3 separate regions of the Mus musculus genome follow, and regions 1 and 3 are each linked to region 2. The links are chromatin contacts, called in public HiChIP or PLAC-seq and Micro-C maps. All regions are on one chromosome and are shown on one strand. The core of a region is the stretch at or near the end of the contact, and the rest is flanking DNA. Distances in the headings are between cores, read along the strand shown.

What was found. A called contact is a pair of places that touch in the nucleus more often than the background predicts. HiChIP or PLAC-seq counts read pairs in DNA pulled down with a chosen protein or histone mark.
Region 1: a Micro-C map of embryonic stem cells shows a contact between it and region 2, with 6 times the contacts expected there. The contact joins the promoter of Hcn4 here to the promoter of Neo1 in region 2. A contact is called at or near these places in 4 of 484 Hi-C or Micro-C datasets (all in embryonic stem cells) and 2 of 115 datasets of contacts at active chromatin or transcription factors (both in embryonic stem cells).
Region 3: a FOXA1 HiChIP or PLAC-seq map of pancreatic cancer cells shows a contact between it and region 2. The contact joins the enhancer-like site here to the promoter of Neo1 in region 2. A contact is called at or near these places in 15 of 39 promoter capture datasets (the 3T3-L1 cell line, 3T3-L1-derived adipocytes, the C10 cell line and 9 more), 11 of 484 Hi-C or Micro-C datasets (the AML12 cell line, ECoMG myeloid progenitors, brain and 7 more), 29 of 115 datasets of contacts at active chromatin or transcription factors (the NIH/3T3 cell line, SST interneurons, bone marrow-derived macrophages and 20 more) and 2 of 9 other capture datasets (adipose tissue and pancreatic islet).

Annotation. Positions count from the first base shown.
Region 1 is chr9:58,821,597-58,824,296 of GRCm38.p6, reverse strand. It overlaps Hcn4 (hyperpolarization-activated, cyclic nucleotide-gated K+ 4), which reads right to left and starts at 1,348. Exons shown (of 8, transcript NM_001081192.3): 1 at 1-1,348. The coding sequence starts at 785. It also overlaps a transcript of Rec114 not described here.
Region 2 is chr9:59,035,081-59,037,978 of GRCm38.p6, reverse strand. Neo1 (neogenin) reads left to right here and starts at 1,538. Exons shown (of 28, transcript NM_001042752.1): 1 at 1,538-2,013. The coding sequence starts at 1,851.
Region 3 is chr9:59,244,014-59,246,760 of GRCm38.p6, reverse strand. No RefSeq gene overlaps it. Among named protein-coding and RNA genes, the nearest start is that of Gm33053, 10 kb to the right of the region's middle. Within about 2 kb of position 1,415, at least 22 of the 459 cell types and tissues checked have an H3K27ac peak or open chromatin away from gene starts, as enhancers often do. A contact at or near this core is called in a colorectal cancer cell line and pancreatic cancer cells, where this site is marked.

The DNA of each region.
Region 1 (2,700 bases), core at 99-2,598, 210 kb after region 2:
CTGAAGTCACTGTAGGGGTGGATAATCCAAAACCCTGCTGACTTAACCCTCTCCTGCTCGCGCTCCACCGCTTTCTGGCTGCCGAACATCCTTAGGGAGAATTTGTTGACCCCAGGTTGCAGCATGGCACCGAACTGGCGCTGCATGAAGCCGCTCTGGCCCAGGCGCACCTCGGCCTCGGGGAGGATCTGGTCGCTGGCGGCCGCGCCTCCCTCCACTTTGATAGCGGTGTCCGCCGAGGGCTGCTCGCAGGAGGCAGAGGCCGGCTGCGGCGGCTGCTGGGGCGGCGGCGAGGCTGCGGGTTGTGCCGCGGTGGCCGGGCGCTCGGGTTCGGTCGCCAGGCCCGGGGGCGTCCTGTCCTCGCCGGGGGACGCATCGCCCTCAGCGGCGATGAGCCGCCGTTCCTCCGCGGAGTCATGCAGGTGCCCGAGACTGCTGCCGCCCCCTGCTCCACCACTGCCGCCGCCCCGGCTGCCCAGCGAGGCCAGACTCCCGCGGAAGCGCCTGCAGTCACCGTTGGTGCTGGACTTGCCGGCGCTGCGGCCCGGCCCCTCGCTCTCTGTCGCCCCGAGGGCCGCACCCCGGGACTCCGAGCAGCCCGCAGCCACCGAGGGAGAGGGCGAGGGCAGCGGCCGCAGCCGGATGCTCCTTCGGCTGGGGTCCTGGCGGCCCCCGGCCCCTTCTTCCTCACCATCCTCTTCCTCGTCCATGATCCACGCCTTGGCCCCCACCTGCTGCGGAAGGCTGTAGAGCCGCTTGCGCATGGACGGCGGCAGCTTGTCCATGGTGCCAGGGATTGGGCCGGGGGCAGCGGTGCGGGTGCGGCACGGGGGACCCGCTCCAGGTGCGCCTGCCAGTGAGGACGCGTCCTTCGCTGCCTCACGAGCCCATGATCGCGCGGGCTGCGCGCCGAGGGGAGGCTCCTAGTCCGGCTGCAGGTCCCCGGGTTCGCCGCGCTGCACCTCCTCCCGGGCCCGGCTTGGGCGCGGGGACCCCACGCTCCCTCCCTCTTTTCCCTCCCTCCTGCGATCAGGGGCGCGGCGCGCGGCCCGGCTCCAGGCGCCCCGCCCCCGCGGGGAACAATGGGCGCGGGCAGCGGCGGCGCTGCGGCCACCGCGCTCCGGGAACCGCTCCCGAGCGCAGAGCGCACTGCCCGCGCGGTTCCCGGGAGTGCGTCCGGCGGGTGTCTGGGGCTGTCAGCGCGTGTGACCGCCCGGGCTTTGCAGCTGGTCACCCGGGTTCTCGCTTTGCCTCCTCTAGCTGAGCCCAGCCGGCCGAGTCCTGGGGACTCCCGCCGCAGCGGAGCGGAGCCCAGCGGCCCGCCGGGCTTACATCAGCCTCCGCCTCTCCCGGAGCGCCCTCCGGCAGCGCTCGGGCTCCCGCGCCCCGGAATATTCATGAAGCCGCCGCAGCTCGCGGGTTGCCATAGGAGCGGCTTCTGCAGCCCGGCCTGCCTACCTGGGCTTCTTAAAGGGGCAGCGGCGTCCCAGCCCAGACATAGAGGGGGGCGGAGGGGGCCGGGCCCCGCGAGGGGCGCAGGGCGGAACCTCGCCAGACCTTAGGGACTGAGGTAGGAGGTGTCCTTACTCCTGTGCGCGTAATGATTCCTGCTGGCCACGGACTGAGAGCTCCCGCTGGGGCTCAAGATTTGGGGGCGGGGTTTCCCAGTCTCTCCCGCGAGCTTCGGGCTTTCCTTGCCTAGCCCGCTGTCTCCACGCTAGGGTCTCCGACCCTCCTCCGGGGAGGCGTGCCGGTCGTAAGGCTGCGGAGCGGCTGCTTTCCCGCAACTCGCCTGGAGAGGGGGTTTCCGGAAAACGCTTCGAGTCCGGGCGGCTCCCAGGGTTTTCCTGAGCCAGGGGCGGGGGGCGAATCCCGCGTGGGTCTTCCCCGGCGCGGCGAGGAGGGCTTGCGGGAAACTCTCCAGGCGCTCACTGGGCGCGCGGGTGGACCCACTTCTGCGAGGTAAGACTTCGAAGAAATGCGCCGACAGTAGCAGTCACAGATGCGGGATCCCAGCGCCGGACTTCCCACCACCCACTCCCCAGCGCCTTTCCCGGAGCAATTCGATGTGGGGTTCCCAAGACCAACGGGCTGCTTCCAGAAGGCTATGGGCAGGCTCCTCTGGCGACCTGACACTCTGGGGAAGGCTTTGACTCCCTCGCCTTGTGCTTCCATTCAGTCGAGACATCTGTGTGCACCAGCGTTAGAGGCTTCCATCTCCACCCAGACACACTCTTTAACCGCCCCAGCCCCCATTTGATCCCTCTCTTAATGCACCTGGGCGTCTTCTCGCTCCCTGTATTACATTCTCGATTTAAGGGCAAATCCCAAGCCTAAGGTATAGCTTAGGTATCCACACTTTAGTACAGCCCAACACCCAACATTAGCTCACAAAAAGGTGAAGGGGCGGTTCAGAGGGAGAACTGGCCAGAGAAGGTTGGAGTCTGTGTCAGTAGAGAAACAGACCCGTGGGCAGGAAGGCAAAGGGGTCCTCTACTCTGAGGAATAGCATGAAGTTTACATTTGAAATCTTAGCCCGCTTGTGTCCACACACACATCCCGAGTAGGGATTTGGAAGGCAGCAGGGTTTGGGTGGTGGGCCTTTTCTGCTCTATCCACTGGACCACAGAACTTCGCATGGGGGGTGGGGATGTCTAGGGTGATGACATCACCCGGAGCTGGCATTTCTACTTTTGAGCA
Region 2 (2,898 bases), core at 289-2,788:
AGTCCAAAATTAACATTTGCAAGGCAATTTATAGTTTCCAAAGAGCTTCTCTCATCAATTATCTCAGAAAACTGAATAACGATGTGATTATTAAAGGTTAATTAAGCAAATACTTGTGAAGTAATTGGGAGGTAATCTATTTCTAATTTAACAGGTCATCAGGGGTATTTAGGAAATATTTTTTCTGGTTAATAACTCTAACCAAAACAAGATATTTAAATGGTTTCCCTAGTGGAAAACAATAAGCGAGTGTTTGCTCTTTTAAACCAATTGTTTCAAAGAGCCAGGGGAAGGGAGGGCTCCTAATTTCACTGTTTTAATGAGGTTTCTGAGCTCTTCATTCCCCACGTCAATCCATGCCTTATTTTGGAACTTTGGAATAAAATAAGATAAAATAGCAAGTGACTAGAGAAGGCATGGTGTGTGTTAGAAAAAGAAATGTCTTTTTTTGCTGGACACATCTTGGATATTGACTATACGCAGAAGGGCAAATAAAAATCCAACTCCTATCAACAACCCAACATGACTAAGTGAAGAACCAGGGTAGAACAGTATGGGCACTCTCGCCAGCAGACTACAGACTGTTTTCTCCTAACTTTGGGTAGCTCGATCCTCAGTAGTACCAGGAGGTTGAAAAACCAATTCCCGCGTGCTCCGCGTTTACTGTCGAGAGACACTTTGGATCTCAAGTACAAAACTGCAAAGTGACCATCCAGGGCCTAGGTAAAAGGCTGCAGTGACTGCAGAGAATTAGCCCCGGGGAGATTGAGTCACGGGGTTGGGTCCTGGCCTGGGCACGCGATGGAGTGGACTCCCCGCACCTTTGTCTGAGCCGGAGCCGAGTGTCTCAGTGGGGACGCGGGGCACCACGGTCCCGGCGGGTCGGGTACCGCCCGAGAGGAAGCCAGAGGTCGGCGCAGTGCGATCGGCCCCCTCCCACGGGAACCGCGCCAGGTCCCCAGCAAGAGCCGGGCGGCCTGCTATTGTTTTTGGCGAGCACATAAATCCGTGCGCCGACCCTCTGCGAACCCAGGTTTCCTCCCGGAGGCCATTCGGTTTCCTCTGAGGCCCTATATAGAGGCCCGGGGCAGAGAGGTGCGCGCAGGCTCGCGGCCTCCGTGAGCAGCTCCGGAGTCCGTGCGGCTCTGCCTCAGGTCTCCGTAGCCTTTGAAGCGGTCCGCGGAGGTGAGGGGAAATCTCTCCCGCGGGTTAGGAGCGGGAGGCGGGAGGCGAAGGAGGCGGATCGCTTCTCCGGGGTTTCCCTGACGCCAGCAGCAGCAGCAGAGCCCGGCGCGCGCGCCCCGCGCCCGTGCCCGTCTCCCGAGAGCCAGAGGGGGGAGGGGAGCGGGCCCGCCGCCTGCCCCTGCGCCAGCTCGGCTCCACCGCCGCGGCTGCCCGCGAAGCGACCGCCGGGATTGGAGCCCGGCAGGCCGCGGGGCGCGAAGAGGGTGCTCGTGGGGAGGGAGGCGCGCGTGCGCGGCTGTGAGCGTGCGCGGCACGGCGCGCTCCGGCGCCCGCCCCCCACCCCGCGGTCTCCGCCCCCCTCGCTCTACCGTGAGGAGCCCGAGTCGGCGGCGGGTGGCGGCGCCTGGAACCTGGAGAGACCGAGCCACCCCCCGGCTCTCGGCCGGAATGTACTGATTCTCCTCTGCTCTCCTCCCCGCCCCGCTGCAGGAGGGAGGCGCCCGGAGTCTTTCCCCCTGGGCGCGCGAGGGGGCCGCGCGGGCCGGGCCGGGCCGGGCTGGAGCCGAGCCCTGCGGCGCAGAGACCGGCTGAGGCGCGCTGAGGGAAGGGCGCGAGCGCTCCGCGGCGCTATCGCCGCCGCCGCCGCCGCCACTCGTGGGGTAGAGATGGCGGCGGAGCGCGAAGCCGGGCGACTCCTCTGCACCTCCTCCTCCCGGCGCTGCTGTCCGCCACCGCCGCTGCTGCTGTTGCTGCCGCTGCTGCTGCTGCTCGGACGCCCGGCGTCCGGCGCCGCGGCCACGAAGAGCGGCTCCCCGCCGCAGTCCGCAGGTAAGTCGGGCCGGGCCCGGGACGCCGTGGGGGCTGGGGCGCGGCACCGGCTCCCGTGGCCGCTGCGGTGGGTTTTTGTTGTTGTTTAGGATCCAGAGGGGAACGTGCGGGAACTTTTCCTCCTCGGCTCCCGTTGCTGGAGAGAAAAGGGTCTCGCGTGGTGGAAAGCGGAGCAGGCAGGAGGGGTTCCTACCGGGGGAGGGGCGCCTCCGGGATCCGGGCCGGAGCTCTGGGGTCCAGTTCTGCGCTTTGTACCGGGAGGCAGGTTCACCCCTCGCCTCTTTCCCCTCCCCCAGGCTCATCCCACTTGTAAGAGTGGGACATTCTTGTGCTCACACAAGCACCAGTAGAGGCCACTACACACCTCATTAGATAAACAATCGTACAGCCAATTCATTAATTTTCAGGAAGGGATGGAGGAGGGGGCTTGAATTCATTCTCTTCACCCTCCATCCCCCTCGGCCATGGGTTGCCCAGCTTCTGAAGTCCAGGGAAGCGCTGTCGGATCTCGAGGGACTCTTCGCTCAGTGATTGGAGCCTGGGTCTTCAGGAGAGGGGGTGCTAAGGGGCATACTAGCCCCTTCATGATCAGATCAGTGGTGTTGACTTAGCCTTGTGGACGCCTTGGAGAGCGGCTCCAAGTGATTCTGTGAAGTAGTGCCTCTTTACTAGGGATTTAACTATATTTCTATGTAACCCACTCTCAACTTCTGAAAAATTTCAGACATCGGATTTTTAAGGATTTGTCTAATTGTCTCTATGTGACTATATATGTATATGTGTGTGTATACACACACACACACACACATACACATATATACACATATATGTGTATATATATTCAGCATCTTTTTTTTTTCTGTGTGTTTCATGCATTCCTGGAGT
Region 3 (2,747 bases), core at 166-2,665, 210 kb before region 2:
TAAATCTTGGGGAATGAAGAGAGAGAAGCCAAAGGAAAAAAGTGGGGGTTCGGGGGAGGGGGGAGAAAGATGAAGCCCAGAACAGGATGTTAACACTGGAGTAGAAAAGCCACAGCCTCCTCTGGGAGGGCTCCATAAGGGTAAAGGGGGGATGATGGGGCTGTGGGCAGGGGTGGGGGAGGGGCAGCGAACCCATACTGCAAACTGCAGTCAGAAAAAAAACTGGCTGGGAACGTGACTGGGGAGTGGCAACTCTGTGCTAGCGCAAAGGCATCTCCTGAGAACCATATATATAAAATATAGCATATAGAATATAGAATATAATGTATATACATACATAGACACACAGATAATTATTTTCCCTGTGTGTGTTTCTGTGCGTGTGGCATGTGTGCAGGTGTGCATGCACGTGTGCATGCAGGCCAGAGGTCGATGGTAAGTCTCTTTCTCTAACTCTTTTCACCTTATTTCCTGGGACATGGTCTCTTACGAAACCCGGACTTAGGCTAAGCTGCTGGCCAGCAAGCTCCAGGGATCTCCCCACTTCCCAGCACGGGGCAGGCAGACACAGGCCTGCCTTTGTACCTGGATGTTTACGTGGGGCTAAGGATCTGAATGCAGCTCCCTATGCTTACACGGCAGGAACTTTGCCCAGGGAACAGTCCGCCCAGGCCCTAAAAAGAAACCTCTTCTAGAAGTGGGACCCATCCACTGAGAAGCAGGGTGGACGCTTTGTATTCTCACTCCCTTTCTGGGTTCCTCTAGCGGGGGCGGGGGGGACACCCTCAAATGTTACAAAGACTTCAGCCACATGCATTCCCATCCATTAGTCGCCTTAATAGAATATAAACATACACACGGGTTCTTTCTGCTACAAAAGAAATCTCCCGAAAAGTTAAAAGCAAGTCAGTAACTTTATCACACTACAAATGTCCATCCATTGTGTGGGCAAGGGAGGTATGAGCTATTTGCATTGAATACCAAATTTACAGCGACCTGGAGGCCCAACACTCAGGGATTAGAATGTGAGAATTATGCAAATCTGGATCACTGTAGGACTTCCACTTTAACCTTGCAACCTAAGATAAGCTACAAGCTGTAATGGTTAAGCTAATTTAAAGAGAAAGTTCTAGTGCAAATAGCAAGAACAGCAGCCAGGTCAGCAGAACAGGGTGAAGGACTGACCGCAAGACCCCCCCCCCCCCCCCCCCCCCGCAATGGAAACCCCGGGATTGTTTTACAGTGTTGCTAAGTGCTGTGTGGCAGACAGATTCCTTGCAGAGGGTTCAGTTGGAGTCCGAGTAATTTTAGTTTATGAACAGCACATTTTAGTAACCCTCTGTGACTCAATCATTGGCTTAGTAGCAAGTAAACCTTCAGTAGACTCAACACGTGAGTCACTTGCCTGCAAGAATGAAAAGGGCCTTGGCCCTGTTGGCCCTGTAGTCCATGATCCTGTAGCCTGGTGGGGAGCCGCAGGCTACATGTACACACTGCTCTGACAAGTGGGTGTCACCTACAGGAGGGCTTGTCTCTTTCATTATCTGTTCTCCACATAGTACAGTATCGTCAGAAACCTCTATACCGTACCCATCAGCATACAAACAGGCCTTATTGATTCTCGTCTTGAAGCCTGTTTCCTTGACTTTATACCTGCTCTAGCTATGAGCACAATTCCTTCCTTGTTCCTGCAACAAAACTTCTCAAAAGAGCTGTTTCTGCAGTTGGCCTCCTTGTCCACAGGTTTAATCAGCTGAAGATAAATATACATTATATTTGAAGGCTGAAGAGATTTCTCAGTGTTTAGAGTGCTTGTCATATCCCCAGATCCCAGTAGATAGGTTGGCATGCTACCCCTTTTCTAAGTCCAGCCGAAGGTGGAGACAGGGGAGTCCAAGAGTAAGCTAGATAATAACATCAGCTATATCGGTGAGCTCTGGTTTGATTGAGAGGCCCTTCTATTGTATGAATTATATATTCTATCCAGCCTGTATAAAAGACACACAATCCTGGTATTGATTTGCAAGTTGTAAGCCTAGATTGGGCAGGATTTGAGTTCCTCTAACATATATTTCAGCCATATGTCCCTTGCTATGTTTCTCCTAACCATGTGCTCACAGTCTCTCTCTTCTCATGGCTGCCTTCTCTCTTTGTCTTCTCTCTCTCTTTTTTTTCCTGGTCTCCTGAGATCCCTCACTTAATTCTCAAGTCCTGCTTTAGTCTTTTATTGACCAATTAGCTTGGGGAGCAAGGTTTGCCCAACCAAAGCTGGTGTACCTGAGAATTCATTCTCATCTTGGGGCAACCAGATCGTGGGGCACAGAATTTAGCATTTGAATACATAGCAGCACCACACCAAACCCAACACCCTGGTTCAGTGACTAAGGTAGAAGAGTGATATCACCTACTCTGACATTAACCTTAGGACTCCACAGGATGTGTATGTATCCACACACGTGTGTGCACATACATGAAAACATGCACACATGTATGACACACACAAAAGTGGGAAAAGAAAAATCATTTGACCAAACTTGACTATATCTAATTTGTATAGATTTTTCTGCTGTCAGCATTTCCTCGGAAATACAGTGTGATACTGTGTGCGGAGCCAGTAATTGCCATTCCAGAGGTGACACACAAGCTGCTGGAGGATGAGCACAGGTCACGTGCAATTCTGACATCATTTTGTATAGATTTTGATACCTAAGGAGGGTCTTGAAACAAATTCTTGTGGAGAGGAGGGT